Regions from separate parts of the Anas platyrhynchos genome. Here regions 1 and 2 are each linked to region 3. The links are chromatin contacts, called in public Hi-C maps. All regions are on one chromosome and are shown on one strand. Each heading gives the region's core, a stretch centred on a gene start, on an enhancer-like site or on the middle of the called end of the contact. The rest is flanking DNA. Distances are from core to core; before and after follow the strand shown.

Evidence for each region. Hi-C and Micro-C count contacts between places; a contact is called where the count stands out from the background.
Region 1: a Hi-C map of skeletal muscle shows a contact between it and region 3, with 3 times the contacts expected there. The contact joins the promoter of SMIM33 here to the promoter of LOC101797130 in region 3. A contact is called at or near these places in 2 of 8 Hi-C or Micro-C datasets (skeletal muscle and subcutaneous adipose tissue).
Region 2: a Hi-C map of subcutaneous adipose tissue shows a contact between it and region 3, with 3 times the contacts expected there. The contact joins the promoter of ECSCR here to the promoter of LOC101797130 in region 3. A contact is called at or near these places in 2 of 8 Hi-C or Micro-C datasets (skeletal muscle and subcutaneous adipose tissue).

What each region holds. Positions count from the first base shown.
Region 1 is chr14:13,436,782-13,439,665 of IASCAAS_PekinDuck_T2T, reverse strand. SMIM33 (small integral membrane protein 33) reads left to right here and starts at 1,570. Exons shown (of 5, transcript XM_027468657.3): 1 at 1,570-1,760. ECSCR (endothelial cell surface expressed chemotaxis and apoptosis regulator) reads right to left here. Exons shown (of 11, transcript XM_005024912.6): 8 at 1,566-1,664; 9 at 933-969.
Region 2 is chr14:13,419,614-13,422,498 of IASCAAS_PekinDuck_T2T, reverse strand. ECSCR (endothelial cell surface expressed chemotaxis and apoptosis regulator) reads right to left here and starts at 1,294. Exons shown (of 11, transcript XM_005024912.6): 1 at 1,129-1,294. The coding sequence starts at 1,186. The region is part of intron 2 of SMIM33 (small integral membrane protein 33); the gene reads left to right.
Region 3 is chr14:12,979,233-12,982,304 of IASCAAS_PekinDuck_T2T, reverse strand. It overlaps LOC101797130 (START domain-containing protein 10), which reads left to right and starts at 1,803. Exons shown (of 6, transcript XM_027468337.3): 1 at 1,803-2,272. The coding sequence starts at 2,108.

The sequences.
Region 1 (2,884 bases), core at 321-2,820, 460 kb before region 3:
CCAGCTGCTGCTGCTCGTGTATTGCCAGCCCCTCTCTTCTGAGTGAGAGGTACGCGTGTTGGGAAGCTGGGGTTCCCCTTTCTCCCTGCCCTGAGGGCTGGAATTGGCATTCAGTGCCAAAGGAGAATGGGTGACCTTGGTGTTTAGGGTGCCTCTGCTCTGATGTGCCCCATCTCAGTGACTGCAGATCACTTAAATACCCATTATGATAATGATCTAGGAACCACTGACAAAAGATGCAAATTCTCATCTAAACCTTTAGTGACTGCTCCCTATATCCATTACTTCTTTCCACAGCAGGGGTGTTACCTTGCTGGGAAGGGATAGGAAAGTAGGAGCAATATATTTTTACACTTTCTCCCCATCTTAGGTCCCTTCCAGCCCTTGTTTTATGGTGCTTTCTGCGTGCAGCCTTTTTTCTTGGGCAGCAGTGACTGTCTGTGGGGTTCAGGCAGACCATCCTCCACATGGTGCTTCTCTCCCAAAGGGCTCTGGGTTGTACCCCCCACTTGCACCCCCTTATCCCAATTCTGTTAGATAGCAGTAACAGGGGTCTTGGATTTTTTTTTAATTTTAATTTTTATTTTTTTGAGGGGAATGATCTCATCTTGCTGAGACTACTTTGAAATGCAGAACCCAAGGTTCTCATCTGTATCTAGGCAAGGAAAGACAAATTGCTTTTTGGAAGGTGAGGAGCCTTCACAGCTATCAGTGCAGCTGTGAAATGGGGCCCCTAAACATTGAATTTCTACCTTTGACTCCATCAGACGCAGGATGAGGCTTTACCAGCACTTGTGTTTTTTGCCTGTCTCAAAGTCCTGATTTTTTTCTTCAAACTGGAGTAGCCAAAGCCACTTATTCCCCAGGCTAAAATGAGTTGTGGAATAAAACATGCATTTTCAACAGGGTGTGAATAGTGCGAGTGACCTTACCTCTCCGATACCATGGAGCTCCCCGGCTTCTGTTTGTCTGGAGGGAGAGAAGTAGTTGGTGACATGCAGGTGAGAAAACATGACAGCTATGCAATAAGTCGGCTGCATGCAGAATTATGTTGTACAGGGTTATAAATGAAATCCAGATGAGATTAGAGACACCACCGGACACTTGAGAGTTGATTAGAAAAAGTGCTTGAAATAATGTAACACTATACAGGCAGGACTGAATGCTTTGCTGCCTGTTCAGTTGCTAGCATCCTCTGTCCTGCTGTAGATCAGTCTTGCCCTCTAGTGGGCAGTGCTTAATGGGAAATGGGATTCTGAGAGAAAATGAGTGTCAAACTCCATAATTTCCGCTGGAAGAGCTGCCTGCCTGTGGGAATGGGCACATCTAACTGCAGCATGTGCAGCAGCTGAGGCTGTTTCCTTGTGCAGATGGATCTGGACAGGGGTTTCAAAGAGGTGGTCACACTCCATTCCTAACTGTGAAATCTATATTTCACTTGGGCTTCAAAACGTCCCACCAGGTAAGATTTTTTTAAAAGGTTGTCCTTCATTTAGGAATTGCCAAATAAACTTAGTAACCAATGACTTTTTATTAGGGGGGGAGAGGTGGTCCTGGGCAAATACCTTCTGAGTCCTTTGAGCGGTTACACTTGAACCTCAGGCTGACCACGCTGACGAGGATGATCACCACCACGACCAGGATAACTATGAAGCTGATGACACCTGGGGATGGAGGAAAGAACTGTCTGCTATTGATACAACAACACTCCCGTCCTTGGCTTCTGGGGTAGTGCAGGGTCTTGACTCATCAAAATTTGGGTAGGAAATCAATATTTTCATTAAAATGAGCACGGGATGTAAGACATAGGGAAGTAAATAGTCACTAGAGTGAATGGTTTCACCCTCCTGTGCTTTAGCTTCAAAGGGCTTCTGGTGCGTATTTAGGTGATAAGGCAGTGACAGGAAGGCAGAGGTCAGTTGATTACACTGGGGGTTAATTGGGGTCAGCACATCCCTATTGCTGCTGAGAAATCTTATCCTAAAGGTGTGTAAAGTCAGATAAATACATAATATAATGGGGCGAGACAAGCTGATTGACTGAACAGTGTGAACTATCGCATGAACCAGTGGCCAGACACAGATTTGATTCTGGCATCTGTAAATTGTGCTTTGTACAGGACTCTCATCCTGTTAAGGCAGTTTCAGGACTCTGTGGCTTCCCTTGTAGTACATAAGCAAATGATAGTTACAAAGTTAACTTTTATTTCAGAAGTATTTTTAAAAGTAAAGATTTTTCCTATAGTGCAGTAGAAGCAAACTTTTTTTTTTTTTTTTTTTTTCCTTAACTTCATGGAGGAAGGGGACAGTATAGTCCAAAGCAGAGTGGATCTCTTAAATTTACCCTGTCCCTATCTTCAAAGCTATTGTCAGAATAAGGTCTGGTGTCTCCTGCCCCTTTCTTTCACAAGGTCTGAATGGTGTAGAGGAGTTCTCTGCTTCCTGCTGGGCAGGGTGCAAGTGTACAAGGAGGGCAATAAGGCAGGGCTGGGGCAGAATATGAACAGGTTTGTGGGGTTAAAAGGCTAAGCTTCCTTTTTCCAGGAAGGTAGTATGTTTATTGTAGACCCTGTCAGGGAAACCAGGGTGTAGCATGGGATAATTTGTGTGCAGGTCTTGCTCTAACACAGCTGGGATGTGTCTTGCTCCACACTGCAGCTAGGAGCAAGATCCCCAGCTCAGGCATAGCCACGAAGGGCTTCCACGTTCTGTCCTTTGTGTACTGGTCATGGCTAGGAGTATTTATTATTACCTGGCCTGCTGGTGCTAGATGTCAAGATTTTTCCCCTTGTGCTTTGAACATTACAGGATCACACGTGCTAAAGAGAGAAACTGAGGAGCTGTGCCCAGGGACACACTGTTGGAGCAGGGTGTCCAGCACTGTG
Region 2 (2,885 bases), core at 45-2,544, 440 kb before region 3:
AAGGATAGAGCTGGCATCCCTTCCACCTGATCCTGCAACAGCTGGGGTCAACCTGGGGAGCAAATATCTTGGGTAGCGTGATCAAACCAAGGGCTGGTCCTGGCAGAGTGCGGCTGACTCAGAGTGCTGACAACCTTGTTAACATCCCTGTCTTGTGCAAGCCATGCCAAATATTTGTAAGGGGGAAGAAATGCCCTCTGGCCAGGTGTTAAGAAGCACAGCAGCATGGCCAAGGGGCTTCAAAGTTACTCCAGGCACAATTTACCCCTCTGCTGAAGTCAGCAGCCCCCTAATAAAGAGACATTTTCCAGTCTACGTGCTCTTCCTACTGAGAGCCAGCACCTGACTTGTCTTCATGTTCCGTGTCTTTTAAAAACCCTCTGAATACCCATGTGGTGGCTGTAACCTATAGGCAACTTCGTGGTTTAATAATAAAATCTTTGGATTCAAGAAACAGGGTATTATTTTTAGGTGGCTTTCTGTTAGAAGCAGCAGTGACGTGCAGTCTGTGCCTCTGAATGCCTCTGAGCTCACAGCTCCTACAGCTGTCAGCAGCACAAGAGGTGGCTGGCTGCAGGAGAAGGCAACCTGTCACACTTCACCACGGGAAACCCGTTCCTTGGAGGTACGCTCACTGCATCCCCCACCACGACCCACGTCTGAAGGAAAATTAGGAGCAGAATTACTGCAATAAGGACAATGCACGTACTGCGTGACTCTTGCACCCGACTTACGCTCTCTTTGTGTTTACATCAGCAAGAAGAAAATCTAAAGTCAAGAAAAAAAATTACTTCTGAGGAAAATGCCCTGTACATGTAAAAGTTCCACCTTTACCCCTATTTGACAGAAGCCACTTGCGACACAGTGCCTCAGTATGCCTCAACAGAAACAAGCCTTTTGTTAAGCAGAAAACAATTTCTGCTATTCCAGCACAGTCAAACCAACCCCATAACACCTGACACGGCCAAATTCCCCCCAACAACCTGACTCCTGCCACCCCTGAATTTAAAGCTCGGGTTTTTCTGACGGCAGCTACTCCACGCTTAAATCTCTGCCCGGCTCCCTTTGGGGGGCTGGGCTCCCCAAACCCACCCCTGGCACCGTGTCACCGTCCTCGTAGCGCCTTACCTCTGATGAGCACGCAGCCAAACAGCCACAGGAGCGGGTGCACGGACGGAGCCAGCATCTTCCCCTCGGCTCGTGGCTGTGCAGCTCGGCTGGGGCTGTGTCCATACCGAGAGGGAAAAGAGGGTGAGGAACGATTTGCCTGCTTGGGCTGATTCTAGCAGAGCTTCCTGTTAAAGAATAGAAGGAAACGGGCTGAATCCACAGGGGAACTGTGTTTTTAAGCCCATTATGGTCGGAGAGGATATGAGACATCGCTTACCGACGGCAAAGGAAACCTCGCCATCGATGTGCTGGGGAGTTCAGTTCTCATAGCAGGGAGAGCAGCGGCACAGCGGGCCTGCCTGGCCTTGGGCCTCAGTAGGGTCTTTGTAGTACTTGGGTGGTTTTTTTTTTTTTGGAGATTACGTCTGGGGCAAGGGTGTGCCCCAGGTGATCTGCTCCGCATCAGTCGTGAGGGCTGCGCTGGTCTGGAGGAGCTGGTCATCCCCTGAGAGGGGATTTCTTAAAATCCCCGAGAGGGGTTTGGAAATGCCTGATCCTAGAGGAGCTGGGCTATCTCACAGCCCGTGCTCCGCGTCCTCTGAGCCCTCGTCCTGCTCCTCCCCGTGCAGCTCCAGCAAGTGTGGGCACCAGGACTGCTGGTTTTGGGATGCTGCTTTTTGGGTAGCAGCAGCATCCTTCCCCACAGGGCCTCCTGCACGAGACAGGCTTAGATCGACCCTAATCCCGTTCTTTGATCAAACTGGAAAATTGGCTTGGTCCTGCCCCCCACCCAGCCCTGCTCACCAGGGGGCTCGGGACGTTGAGCCTCTTGGCCCTGACTTTGTGCTGGGTTGGGCACCTGCCTGCACATTCTGTCTGTCCCCTGCTGGCATAGCTTGAGCTTCACTGGCAATACATTGCCCTGTGCTGGGTGTGAGTGGGAGTTTATGGGGGAAACGGATCTTAGAGCCTCCATGTGGGAAGGGCTTCAGCACCCGCCTGTCTCAGAGGGTCCCTGCAGGACTCTGGGGGCCAAATCCAGAGGGTGGTGGTGTTACAGTGCCAGAAATTTCCTCAGCATTGGCCCCTGTGCCCTCTGCATCACACCCAGAGCGGGTGTGCGGTCAGCAGAGTCCCCGCTGGGGCTGACTGGTCAGACTGGGAGCTGTGTGGGTGCCTGTCCCTGGTGGCTGCTCCTCCCTGCCTCAGACTCCTCAAAGGCTGCGCTGCCCCTCTTTGTGCTAGGCAAGACGCAGAGCCCTTTGTTTCCTTACAAAAAGCCTTGTTATAGGGGAAATGGGCTTGTTTCCCTTTGGCAGCCCAGGGGAGGCTGGATTGGAGGGGGGGCAGGTGTTTGGGGGAGCGCAGGGTTTGCACCTCCTGCCCTGGGCTGCTCCGTGCTCAGCCCTGTGGGTCCAGAGCTCTGCTCTCTGCACTGGGACAACGCAGGTTTCCAACACGTCCCTTGTGTCTGTCCCCCATCCCGAACAGCCCTCTGCCTCCAGAAGACTGCCCTGAGCCATGTCAGGCGTGCTGAGCCCAGCTGGGGACACCATAACGCAAACTAAAAGCAGCCAACACGGGATCATAGCATCACAGCATCACAGAACTGCTCGGGTTGGGAGGCACCTCAAACATCACCCGGTTCCAACCCCGTGCCATGGCAGGGATGCCACCCACTGGATCAGGTTGCCCTCGTCCAACCTGATTTTCATCATCTTGATCATCTCACAGCAGATTTTGCTTTCACAAAACCTCTGTTAGTGGCCTCCCTC
Region 3 (3,072 bases), core at 554-3,053:
CAGGGGACGGTGCTCCAGCAAGGCTGTCCCACCGCTGTCCCCTTGTCCTGCTGTGTTTCTCCATGCCAGCCCCTGGGGACAGGGAAGTGACCGGACAGGGCTTGACACCCCGGGTGTGCTGGGCGTTATGGGGGGGAAAACGTCCCCTCCCACCCCCCAAAACATTTCCCTACCGCCCAAAGCCCCCAAAGTGGCAGTATAAGCCCCGCATTGGGGCAGGGAGGAGATGCCCACCGGCAGCATCCAGCTGCACGGTGACACCCAGAGCTGTCCCCGCCCTGTCCCCCCTCCTTGGCAGGGCTCGGGGCGGCCAAGGAGGCGACCGTGGGTGGCTTCAGGCCCTGCCAGGAGCGGGGGGGAGGCAGAGCAGAGCGAGGAGGAGGAGGAGGAGGAGGAGGAGGAGGAAGGCCGTCGGTGCTCCATCCCACCCCCTGCCTGACGGCGAAACGCAGGCGGCTCCCCCCGGCCGCGGCTCGCCCCCACCTCCCGGCCGTCCCCCGGCCTCTCCCTGTCGCTGTCACCGGTGGAGCACGCGTGACACCCAGTGGGCGACCCACGGACTGCAGGGCCGGGAGCCGGGGACGCCCCGAGCCCAGCCCCAGCCGGGGACCGGCCCCGATCGCTCCCCGCTGCTCGGCCGCTCCAGGCGCATCCAGTCCCAGGGCGGCCCCGGCACCCCCCTGGGGTGGATCCTGCGGGGGCAGCCTGTGCAGGGCTTCACCGCCCTCATGGTAAAGGGTTTCTTCCTAACACCTCGTCTAAATCCCTCCTTTTTTAATTTAAAACCACCCCCCTCATCCGAGCACTGCGTGTCCTGGTAAAGTCCCTCCCCAGCTCCTTGCAGCCCCCTTCACACCCCCGTGGCCCCTCTCCAGCAGCCCCGAGCAGCCCCCGAGGGCAGCGCTGCGGGGGCAGCAGGGACAGTCCCTCCCTCGCCCGCTGGCCTCGCTGCTTGGGGTGCAGCCCAGGATGTGGTCAGCTTTCCGAGCTGCTCACACACCCGTTGCTGGCTCGCCTTGCACTTCTCATCCAGCAGCACCCCCGGGTTGCTGGGGGCCGCTCTCAGCCCATTCCCTGCCCAGCCCACGCTCACCTTTGGGGTGGCCCCGACCCCAGTGCAGCACCTTGCACTTGGCCCTGCTCAGCCTCGTGAGGTTCCTTTGGGCACAGTGAAGCCCTCAGTGACCCCGCAGTGGGGTCTCACAAACCAGGGGGTGGTTTTGGTGACTTTGGTTGTGCAGCTGAGCAGCTGGGGAGCTCCTTCCAGGGGCGTTTGCCCAAGTGAGGGTGCCTCGATGCCTGCTTGGTGGCTGGGCTCAAGATGGGTGCTGCAGGGTGAGGTCTGGGACCGTGTTCAGCATCCCCCCTGTGGGTTGGTTGGGGACCCACATCACCCGTGGCACAGCCCTGCAGGCGAGGCTGCACTGGGAGGCTGCACAGGCCGAGCCTCAGCCCAGGTGGACACCAAGAAGCTCAAAATTGTGACCAACGGGGAGCTCATGGACATCGCCCAGGTGGGACAGGTAACGCCAGATTCCACCCAGGGCATGGGCAGGGTCCCAACAAAAAGCACCGGGGACGAGGTGGCAGACAAGAGGGTGACAACTGGGACAAGCTGTGTCCTGGGACCCGGCAGGCGTGAGGCCAGCAGCATGAGGGATGGGACTGTCCCCCTGGTAGGTGACAGAGAGGGCACAGCTGGGTGCTGCATCTCCTCCTCCGTGCTCCTGCCAGCAAGCTGCTGCTGCGAAGTCAGGCTCAGAGATTGCCAGGGGACGGTAGGGATGGCAGGGACGGGGACACAGGGGGCCAGGGGCAGCTCTGCCCTGAAAACCGAGCCACCCGCGTGCTGCTACCTGCTGAATAATAGAGGAGCCGGCGGGCAGCTGGAGAGAAACGTGATCCCGGAGAGCCTGGGAAGACATCTGAGCTGCCGGCAGCTGCCGTAGCACCCGCAGGGCAGGAGCCTTCCTCCCCGCCGTGCCGTGTGGCCGCAGGGCTCTGTGCATCCTCGGGGCCGTGAGGATGAGGATGGCCGCGTGAGCCGCGCGCAGGAGCTGGCTCCCCGGGCGGTGAGGCAGAAGGAGCCTCCCTCAGCTCAGCCCCCATGTCCAGGGCGGGGGAGATGGTTTATATCCCGGATGATTCCGACTTCAGCTCATTCAAGGAGCAGTGCGAGAGCCTGGAGGGCTGGCACTGCCACTACAACAAGGCTGGCATCACCGTCTGGAGCCAGGGCCAGGAGGAAAGCTGCACCGTGCAGAAAATCAAGGTGAGCCCTCCCCTGCGCGCCCCCCGTCACACCAGCGCCCTGCTGCAGCCCACCCCAAACACCGGGGCTTGGGGGCTTTGGCCCCAAAAGCACTTCTGCAGCTCGCAAGATGCTGCGTGGGCTCTCTGCCTGCCCCATGCTCTCAGCATCTGGACCAGGATGCTGCTGCAGCATGGAAATGTGCCCGGGGCACACCCCTGTGTGCTCACCTTGCTGCTGCCCTTGCTCCAGACATAGGTGGGAATGACCTTGTGGAGACAGCCTTGTTGGGAGCCCCTGGGGCATGAGATGGGCAGGTGGGTGCCTCTCCCCCAACCCTGCCATACTGGGGCTCATCGCCTCACGTCCCGCACCAGCCGAGCAACCCTGAGGGTTTCGGATGCCCCACGTGCTGTGCCGGCGACTTTGCTGCCTGCCAGGGGAAGGATCTGGGATGCTGTCCCTGGGGCTGTCACACCGTGCTGCTCACACATGGCACCAGTGACAGTGCTGGGTGACCCTGAGCATATCAAGAGTGGCTGTGGGGTGAGGGAGCCCCATCACATCCTCAGTCCTGCTGGTGGGAGCATCCTGCGGGGCAGCGCTCAGCTCCAGGGCACTGTTGTGGCTTTTCAGCCACAGGATCCTCACCGGGGATCAGACAGGGATGGGGTCTGCCGGAGCAAGTGTGGCTGGAGCACCTGACCAAGGGGCTGACCTGGCAAGGAGGGCTTCTAGCTAGGAGCACCAGGGAAGGGTGACCATGACCTGGAGAGCTGGGAGGCACGGGGAGGTGGAAAGGAGGCACCTGAGGTAGAGGA